3 separate regions of the Triticum aestivum genome follow, and regions 1 and 2 are each linked to region 3. Evidence: chromatin contacts called from public Hi-C data. All regions are on one chromosome and are shown on one strand. Each heading gives the region's core, a stretch centred on a gene start, on an enhancer-like site or on the middle of the called end of the contact. The rest is flanking DNA. Distances are from core to core; before and after follow the strand shown.

What was found. A called contact is a pair of places that touch in the nucleus more often than the background predicts.
Region 1: a Hi-C map of leaf shows a contact between it and region 3, with 5 times the contacts expected there. The contact joins the promoter of LOC123122861 here to the promoter of LOC123122879 in region 3. A contact is called at or near these places in 2 of 5 Hi-C or Micro-C datasets (both in leaf).
Region 2: a Hi-C map of root shows a contact between it and region 3, with 8 times the contacts expected there. The contact joins the promoter of LOC123122902 here to the promoter of LOC123122879 in region 3. A contact is called at or near these places in 2 of 5 Hi-C or Micro-C datasets (leaf and root).

What each region holds. Positions count from the first base shown.
Region 1 is chr1B:340,544,806-340,548,046 of IWGSC CS RefSeq v2.1, reverse strand. It overlaps LOC123122861 (mediator of RNA polymerase II transcription subunit 16), which reads left to right and starts at 1,332. Exons shown (of 16, transcript XM_044543234.1): 1 at 1,332-1,953; 2 at 2,743-2,811; 3 at 3,041-3,129. The coding sequence starts at 1,532.
Region 2 is chr1B:340,907,078-340,910,332 of IWGSC CS RefSeq v2.1, reverse strand. LOC123122902 reads left to right here and starts at 1,669. Exons shown (of 5, transcript XM_044543280.1): 1 at 1,669-2,062; 2 at 2,263-2,326. The coding sequence starts at 2,299.
Region 3 is chr1B:340,769,938-340,773,103 of IWGSC CS RefSeq v2.1, reverse strand. LOC123122879 (CBS domain-containing protein CBSX5) reads right to left here and starts at 1,817. Exons shown (of 2, transcript XM_044543254.1): 1 at 1,363-1,817; 2 at 1-561. The coding sequence starts at 1,685.

The sequences.
Region 1 (3,241 bases), core at 83-2,582, 220 kb after region 3:
GCTCGGATTGCAGACACAGGATGGCGCACTTACGACGTCTACCGTTAACGTACGCGTGGAAATACTTAGTGTTCGCGTCTCCCTTGAGCGTCCACTTGATGCCCCCGCGTCTATGCGAGTACTACTCCTCCGCCCCAAGGAGAGACTCAACTTGGGCTTCAACCGCATAGCGCCGAGCCCATTCAAGTTCCGAGAAGCCCAGCGCATCCGCAACCGCGTCCATACGGGCAGTTTATCCTCACGGCCTTGGTTGGCCCCCCAGCCTTTGAGCGCTGCACGCATTCCCGCCCCTGCGGCAATCCAAAACTCCATAGGCCTACGCGTTTGTCCGATCTGAGCTACACATGCCTCCCATTTGGAGAGGAAGATTTGCTCAAAATCCGGGACCTCGAACCACGCCGTTTCAAAGTAGAAACGAGGACTACGCTTTAACCTGTCCTCCCCCGAGGACAGGATTAAGGGAATGTGATCCGAACCAATCCTCGTTTCCGCCTGAAGGGAGCACATGGGGAATAATATTTCTCACTCCGCGGACATGAAAACCTGGTCCAGCACCGACCGCACCGGCGTTAACTGTTTGTTGGTCCATGTGTAGCGTGCGCCCACGCGGGCCACTTCCCTAAGGGTCATAGAAACTATCGCGTTATTAAACAGGGACACCCTTGTCCAGTTAATGAAGAGGTTTTGTTTGCTATCAAACTTCTACAACTAGATGATTTTCCGTGCGTTGCTACGGGATATAACGAAAGGACAAGGACACACGTCCCGTTCGTCCGCGTGCTGTCTGTTTCGACGCAATTTGGACTATAAATGGATCGGCGACCGACAAAAAACGGACATTTGTCCGTTTATTACTCATGCGCGTTGGGCCGTGATCTGTGTGCGTGGGGTCCAAAAAGTCCATGTTTCCTTCTTGATCCAGGACTGCAGAGCCAAAAACAATATGGTGGTGTTTGTTTCTCTAGTCCTAGGACTTTTTCTAGTCACTGGGACTTTTTGAAAAAGACTTTCAAGGAGGTGCTTCCAAGGACTTTTAGCAAAAAGTCCCAAAAAAGTCCCACCCTGTTTGGTTTGCTAGGGACTTTTTATAGTCCTACATCAAAAAGTCCTTGAAAACAAACACCTCTTATATCAGTCTAGGCGTTTGGGTCGGAAATGAGTCGTCCGGTTGGGTTACAATTTTCTGTCCGGACACCGGCGGTGTGGGTCGGGTTGTAGATGCTGCGAAGCCAAGCGCGAAAGCCCTGCGAGTCAGCGTTTCCTCACAGACTCCGCGATCGCAGAGCCAAACCAATATAGCCGTCCCGTCCCCTCCCCCCGCATCTCCCTTCCCCCCCTCCAGCTCCTCATCCACCCACCTGAAAGCGACGCCGGCGCACCGAGCAGAGCCAACTCCCCTCCTCATCTCGTCCTCTCGCCACCCGGCTTCCCCAGCGACAGCGACGGCCGGTCGCTTCAAATGACCTAAGCACCCCCGCGCTCGCGCCCCCCTTTTTCCTCCCCTTCCCCCGTCCCATCCCTCTCCGTCCTTATGACCTCTTCGTCCCCCGCCCCAAACCCTAACCCCGTCCCCACACCGCCCCCAAACCCCGCAGCCAACGCCGCTCCCGCGAGCGGAAACGCGGTCGCAGCGTCGTCGCCGCCGCACAAGGACCAGCAGCAGCAGAGCCAGGACGGGGTCGTCGCTGGTGGCGGAGCGGGGGTGGATGGTGGGGCCGGGGCCGGTGGCGAGGCGGTGGAGGCGGGTGTAGCGGGCGACGCGATGGAGGTTGACGGCGGCGCTGGTGGAGGTGGAGGTGGGGCTGGGGATGTGGAGGGCGGAGGTGGCAGTGGAGCGGCCGGAGGAGCGCAGCTGGCCTCGTCACCGGCGACCGTGTTCCGGATCCGCCTCAAGCAGCCCCCTGCAAGCCTCAAGTACAAGATGCGCGTGCCCGAGCTGTGCAGGAACTTCAGGTGTGGCCGCTTGACTCGCCCACTGCCTCCTTGAACTTGCGTCATTCTCCGCTGAACCTAAAAGCTACTACCATTAACCCTGTTATTGTTTCGTGACGAGGGAAAATGTGTAGCTGTGTTCATTGCAGAGACATTAGGTAGTGGATGAATTGGGTTTGCGTTGTTTCGCGACCTCCTAAAATGCTATGATCTCGTTTGGAAAAGGGCTAAACACTATTTACAGACTTACAGTTGACAATTTTAGTGAGGTCAATCCACTCTTCCTAAGACAGAGAAAATTCAGTAAAAATATGATGAAAACCACTTCAGGAAAGCCGCGTATGTATCTGGATGATCCATGAACAGATCTCGTGATGTTCTACTGGATGTTCTAGTGATCCTGAAATTGCCAGGTGGTGATACCACCACACTAGGCTGGAAGTGGAACTGCTTAGTTAAATTTGGTAAAAAAAATTTGGAGTGTCTTTCTTGTTGGAGTGTACATTTATTCCCATGTCTTGGTAATAACTTCCGTAGACAGTCGGTATGCTAAACCTTTACAATTCTGCGTGGTTCTTCATGGTTTCAGGAACAATGAGTGCGATCTTTAATTGGTTTGACCCGAAATGTGGATTACCATATACCAGCTTTAAGCTTCATATTTTTAAAGCTCTAGTTCCATGCACATTTTCCTTATTGACATATCTGTCTAAATGTGCTAGGATAGCGCGCCTAGTCCAATTTGTCGCATGGTTAACTGAAACTTCTAAATTATATCTTTTCCCCGTCTTGGTGGTCTTTCAATTGCAGCGCTGTTGCTTGGTGTGGGAAACTGAACGCAATTGCATGTGCATCAGAGACTTGTGCGCGGATTCCAAGGTCAGATATTTGTCTATCTGTTCCCTGAAGTTTACTTTGTTCCTCACTTGTTATCGCACCGGAATTTCATTTTCAGACAAAGGAATTTTAGGTGGCAGCATTAATAGCGCCATTTTATTCTAGAGGCGCTTCACAAATTATTTATTATTATTTCAGCGAATTGTTCATTTGCCTTTTTTTTGGTTAGGGGTATTCTTTCCTACAAAGTAATGTACTGGATTTTTTGCAGCTCTAATTCAAGTCCACCATTTTGGATTCCTATACACATACTGAATCCAGAGAGACCAACAGAATGTTCTGTTTTCAATGTTAGAGCAGGTAAACATCTATTCATCAGTTACTCAAAATATACTGGTATCCTCCGTACATGCTGTAATTTGATTATTTTTGTTTGTGAAATGCTGTCCTCAACCAAAGAAGACTAGCTTCC
Region 2 (3,255 bases), core at 420-2,919, 140 kb before region 3:
GGAACCACGCGGAACGGCTCAGCCCGCAACTCCCTCGTCTCTCTCCCAGCACTCCCACCTCTCTCCCTCTCCGGCGAGGCCTCTCTCTCGCATCCCAGTGGGGCGACGGCGAGCTACCAGCGGGGCGGGTGAGCGGCGAGCTGCCATATGAGGAAGATACTCTCCACAGCCGCTCTCCCCTTTCTCGATCTGCGTCTGCGCTGCTGCCATGGGAGCGGAGCAGTGGCGGCGGTCTAGGAGCATGGGAGCGGTGGGGCGAGCTAGCAGCGGTAGAGGACACGAATGGCAGGAGGAGGCGAGCAACTGAGTGGGAGGCAAGCAACGCATCGGCCATCCCGGCGTGGATCTGGTGTCAAGCCTTGTGCGGATCCTCGGGGTCGTCAGGCTCGAAGGCTAGCAAGCCGGCGACGGGACTGTTGACCTTCCTCCCGATGCCCATGCTCGACATCATCCCGTCTCGTACCTGGCGCCGTCGGTGGGAGTCCCTCGCCTGTTGGTGAAGGCACTGAATCGATTCATCCAGAGGAGACAGATGTATGTTGAAAGCTAGCTCAAAGATCGATTGATCCAGCAGCTTGTTGTGAAGCCGGCATGGGCTAAGCTTGCTCACATCGATCCGATTACATCCAATTCGATTGATCCAGCAGCTTGCTGTGAAGGCGGCATAGGCATGCCACTTGATGTTTTTTTATTTTTGTATGTGTTGTTTGTTTGATGTCAAAATTCAACTCAGTGTAAATATTTAGTCAAAAATGTCGCTGAGAATATAGCTACAACTGTTCATATTAGATGAGCTGAATTAAATCCATCCGATTCCATCTCTTCAACCAAACACTCAAATATAATCATTCCATTCCACTCAATTGTCCCTGCCAAACACAGGAATGGAACCAACCCATGGAACCATGACATTCTATTCTACTACGTTCTTAAACCAAACACATCCTAAGGGCGTGTTCGATAGCCCTCCAGCTTCTTAACTCCTCAACTCCAAATGAGGAGTTCAGCCGAACGGTTTAAATCTTGGTTATGAGAGTGAGAAGCTGGCTATTTGTGTAGTGTAAAACTGGAGGAGTCGTGGAGTTGGAAAAGGCGAGCTCCCAGGAATCGAAGGAGCGGGAGTTTGACCAAAATTACTAGCAACTACCACCGCCAAGTGAACGGCGTGCGTACCGATTCGATCCCATCCCGCACGATTGCTCTATCCCTACGATCTCCTTCTCTCGTTCCTCTCACACAGGCCGCCGAGCCCATCGACCCACGTAGCCGGCCGCCGCCCTCCCAGCTCGCCGTCCGCCCCGCTGGCCGCCCGCCCCGCCGTCTCCATCGTCCTCCACTGCCGCCGTTTCAATCCGCCAGGAGCTGCCGAGGATGCGGGAGCAATGGCCGGCGCTCCCATCCCTGAGCCCCGATGACCTCACTGTCCTCCCCATCGGTCGCTCGCCGTCCATCTGCAGCTTCGGCTTCCGTGTGGCCGTCCACGGTGATGGGGTAGTGCCGGCATGCTGGTCTTCACCTCCATCCTGACGAGTGATGCAGGATGATCAGGGGGTCTGATTGTAATCTTGTTTTGTTTATTGAGGTGGTTTGTGCTAATGTGTATGACACCTGTGCTTGCCAAACTAGAAGCTGATGTGCCGAACGGATGGTTAGCTCCGAGATTTTCAACGAGAAGCTGGCCGTTGGATATTGGCTGAGGAGTTGAGGAGTTTGAGGCTGGAGAGGGTTACCGAACACGCCCTAAGTGCCTTCCCACTGCCGCCCCTCCCGCTCCACGGCTCCAAGCCACCGACGCGTTCTCCCGCTCCTCTCTTTCGTCGGGAAGGCGGGAAGGATCCATGGATCTGGGCTGAACCGTTGCGGCCGACTTAGATCCGGCCGGATTCACGCTCTTCTTGCCGAGCAGCGGGAAGGAGCAGACCTTACTATCCGTGGCCCGCGAGAGGATGGGGAGGCCGTACAGCGGCGCTTGCTTCCAGGGCTGCCGCTCGCCTCAGCTTTCAGGCCAGCTTACTGCCTCGTTGAGCTGCAGGAGTAATTCTTGAATAGTTGCAGCCAAAAGGTAGCAATACTGTACTTATACGAAAACCTAGACTAGTAAATTGATTGGAAGTTGACTTGATTAGAAAGAACATAGCAGGATTGTTTGGGGGAAAGTGGAGTGCAACTCTAGTGATGTACAAATGTTAATATTTAGGCAGAAAAGGCCAAGATGTTAAAGTCGACTTGATCGTACTATCCTTTTTCACTCTTTGTATGCAGTGGGAGCAATAAAAATGGGAAGGAAGGCTGGCGTAAATGAAGCCGTCTGATCAGCAAAATCAAGGTGGACACTGTATATCGTTTTCATCCACACATCTTTGCTCTTTAAATTATTTGCAGGTGTGTTGTCATGTCATGTATTTGTGTGCTTCAAATTCTGCAGAAATATTTGAGCTGTGATTTCAAGAAAACAAATAAAGCTAGACTTAATCGTAATTAGCTGTCCAGGATGTGCCAAGATATAAAATAACTAGTTATTGTTACATATGGCTGCTCCTGCAACTCAAAACTCTGGATAAGTACTAGGGGAATGCAAGTAATAAGATTTATCAGAGAAAGAGAACTGCAGTCCGTTGTGTTGAAGCAAGGATATTTGACATGTGTATCTGATAAAAGTAATGTTAGATTTTCTTGCCTTCCTGGTATTTTATACAAAATATGCAAAATAGCTGCATTGCAGCGTTGAACTGAAGGATGGAAAAGCCGATAATCTGATGTTGAAAAAACATCCTCAAACAATTCAGTTCAGAAGGTGTATTATTGGAATGCTCCCTTAAACACCGACCTTGATTCCATCTCTTGCTCTCTAGTTTTTGGACTCCGTCCCATCTCAACGCCGGTAACTGTGCATGTGCAGAGCACGTTCGAATAACATGAAAACAAATACATTTATGTTTTTTCAAGTATACTTACTACTACTACTACTACTACTACTACTACTACTACTACTACCTACTAAGCCTTTTGTCCCAAACAAGTTGGGGTAGGCTATTAGAAAATTAAATGTTTTCGTGCCTTCAGTATTGTTGATTGATGTGGAAGAAACTATAGAAAAACATGTTCGTTTTTTTAAGAAATGTTAGTAAATACTGAATCGAACATATTAGAAGCACATTTTTAAGCTCACATATATCTATCATTGTATAGTTCAATGTTAAATTACAAAAAACACATTGTTTGGAATTTTACATCACATCTTGAAAGCATAGGCAC
Region 3 (3,166 bases), core at 568-3,067:
GACGACGAGGAAGAGAGGGAGAACGACGTCATCGTCTCATCCTCCATCAGCTCAAGCATGGCGTCAAGGCCCTTGGCCTTGAGCCCGGTCTTGATGGCGCGCAGGATGTGCTCCGGCGGCGAGCCGAAGTAGTCGATGTATGCCATGAGGTCGGCCGCCGAGAGCGTGGCGATGGCCGCGGCTGCCGTCTCGTCGCAGGCAGCGAGGTGCGCCGTGGAGATCTCGCCGACGAGGTGGCCGTCGGCGCTGACCACGGCGACCGCGTTCTCCGCGGCGATGGCCCGGCGGATGAGGGGGACGGCGGACAAGGCTGCCTCGTCGGGCCGCACCGACAGGAAGTCGGGGCGCACGAGGCCGAGGGAGGAGACGGAGCGGGCGGCGACATGGTAGAAGAGAGAAATGGAGTTGAGGAAGTAGCGGACGAGGTCCTCCTGCGTGAGCCAGCAGAAGTCACCGGTCACGCCAGCGACGCCGCCCAGCTGCTTCTTGCGGCCGCCCGAGCGCAGCGGGACGGCGAGCACCTGCGCGCCGCTCAAGATCTCATCAAGAGCTTCCAAGACACTGCAGGAAGGATCAGTCACATGCATCAGCAAAACTGAACAAAATCGAATTCATGATTTATTAGAGAAGGGCAAGACAAACTTCTCAGATCTAACGCAAAAAAGAAAAAGGCAAGCATATTCCGATGCCACGGACATCAAAGATCCTTAAAAAAGACGCTGTGTTTTTTTGTTCAGGATTCGATCAGAAAGCACAATTTCTGAACCACATGTAGGGCAAGAAAAATCTCCGTGGAAGCGACCGAGCCTGTCGACTACTCGCAAGGAGACATGGGGATTGGGGAGTGTCGCCATCGGCACAGGAAGACACGAGGATCGGCGCCACAAGATCGTCCCAGATGCGTCGGACGATTTGACACGAGTTTCCCCCTTTTTTCTTTATCAGATACTAGTACTAGCCACTCGTTCGAATCGCCACGCATATTCCAATCCTATGCCAAATTCGCCACGTAATTCGATAAGAATCGTCAGATTATGCACCTATATGTTCCTCCTGAAACTTTTTTTATTTTACTACTCCAATGGGGAGAGGAACATGGCATATCTCCAACATCAAAATATTACTCATATTTTTTCCAACAAAATTATGATCTTCCCTCGCAAAAGCTTTTCAATTAGATCTTGACTTGAAACGCGTCGTCTTGTATCTTTGCTTTGCCCCCACCTAGACCTTTAGCAAAACTCCAATCTTGAACAGGTGTCCGCAAAGACCAAAGAAGCGTACGTTTCAACGGAAAAAATAACGAAATTACAGTAAATTAACCTAGCGGGGCCAACAAGAGGGGAAGGGCTGAAGGAGTACCTGGAACGGGGATCTACGCGGCGGACCTCGCCGGCGCCGTCCTTGGGCAGGAGCGCGGAGACGGGCCGGTCGAGCGCGGCGGCGGGGCGCGCGAGCGCGTCGGGGGAGGAGCAGAGGAGGCAGAGGACGTCGGCGAGGCCGGCGCGTCCCACCACGGCGCCGCGCGCCGGGCCGACGGCGATGCAGGCGGCGGCGGCGGCGCGGGGCCCCTTGCGGACCGTGGCGGCGAGGTCGCCGGCGGCCGCGGAGAGCGGGAGCGACCTCACGGCCGGCTTGCCGATGCAGAGGTCCGACACGTCATTGGCCAGGAGGCTCACTGCCATGCACTCGCGGGCGGACCCTGGGCCGGTTTCGAGGACGAAACCCTCACGCGGTGTGGGAAGGGGAAATTTTTCCGACGGGAGGACGAGGAGAGAGAGGCCGGGGGGAGGACGAGAGGCGAGAGGGGGATCTGGATTTTCAACCACGGCAGGCGGGTGGGGAGGGAGTATATATAGGCTTTGGCGGAGCGGGGGACGACGGTACGCGTCTTGCGGCAGCTGCGCGCGTATGACGTGTGGGGTCGGGCGTGTGTCGGGCCCACCGGGAAGTGATAAGGGTCGGAGCTGCGCGTGGTTGGTTTGACTGTAGCCGTGGTTTATGCGGTGGTGTCATGGTGTGGATGAGCTGTATTCGGCTCGGCTCCGATTTAGTAGAACCTAGCTTGAGTTTGAGCCGAGCCGAGGAGACCTGGGCTTGATTCCAGAAGATATGCAGTGTGGTGCATCTTGCCCAGATTCCAGAACATATGCAGTGCAGTAGTGCTCCCGTAGCCGGCGAATCTACCGGGCTTCTCCGAGTCAAAAGAGCACAAGTTCAAGATTTTCTGGGTTTGTCTTTGGGTCATATGATGCTTTTTTACAGTATCTTTGGTTCAGATCCGATCTACATAACGATCTCCTCTAAACAATACGGTATTTAGTACTTTCCCGTTCCTATTTTTGAGATGTCCTGGCTTTTTTTTCGAGTCGGTGTATATAGACATGTTTTAAAATGTTTGTTCACTCATTTTAGTTTATATGTAGTCTTTATTAAACTATTCAAAATGTCATCCGTCCCGAAAAGCCAAAAAGCTTGTCTTACATTTATCTTGATACGAATATACCTAACACTAAAATATGTCTAGATAACACATCTAAAACAGTTTTTTGGGATGTCGGCAGTAAGCCATAATGTAGGACGTTTTTGTAATAAACCTCTTATATTGTGTGACGGAGGTAGTATTGAGCAATGCTATTCATACAGCATTGACTTCTTTATGCTATTCACTGCAGCATCTTTTCTTTTTAATCCACAACACGTATGTGAATCTCATGCTTTGGATCTAGTATGCGCAGAATAGTTTGTATGTGAAATTTGAGATTTTGGATCAAGAGTTTTTTTACACGATGATTACAAAGAACATGCAAATCTATAATCTCACCGATGTGGAGCACCACATATACACGATCATGAACACACCATCAACCCCACAAACGCCAATTGGATCAATGACAATATCCTGTGCACGTGCCATTGAATGAGATAAATGTGTGTCATGTATGTAAATTTGATCATTTCATTTTGAAGTTTGGTGTGTGAATGATCATTAAAGTCCACAATTCCACCAAGAGGTGGTTCATCTGATTTATGAGACCGTACCTATTTCTCCTATCTTGGCAAAACGGAACGTGATATCAATGTGGTTGCCCCACATCATATGCCACAATTCTGTTGTCGACTCTACCATTTTGTGCATGCCCGTTTTGTTCAGACTTGCTTGCTA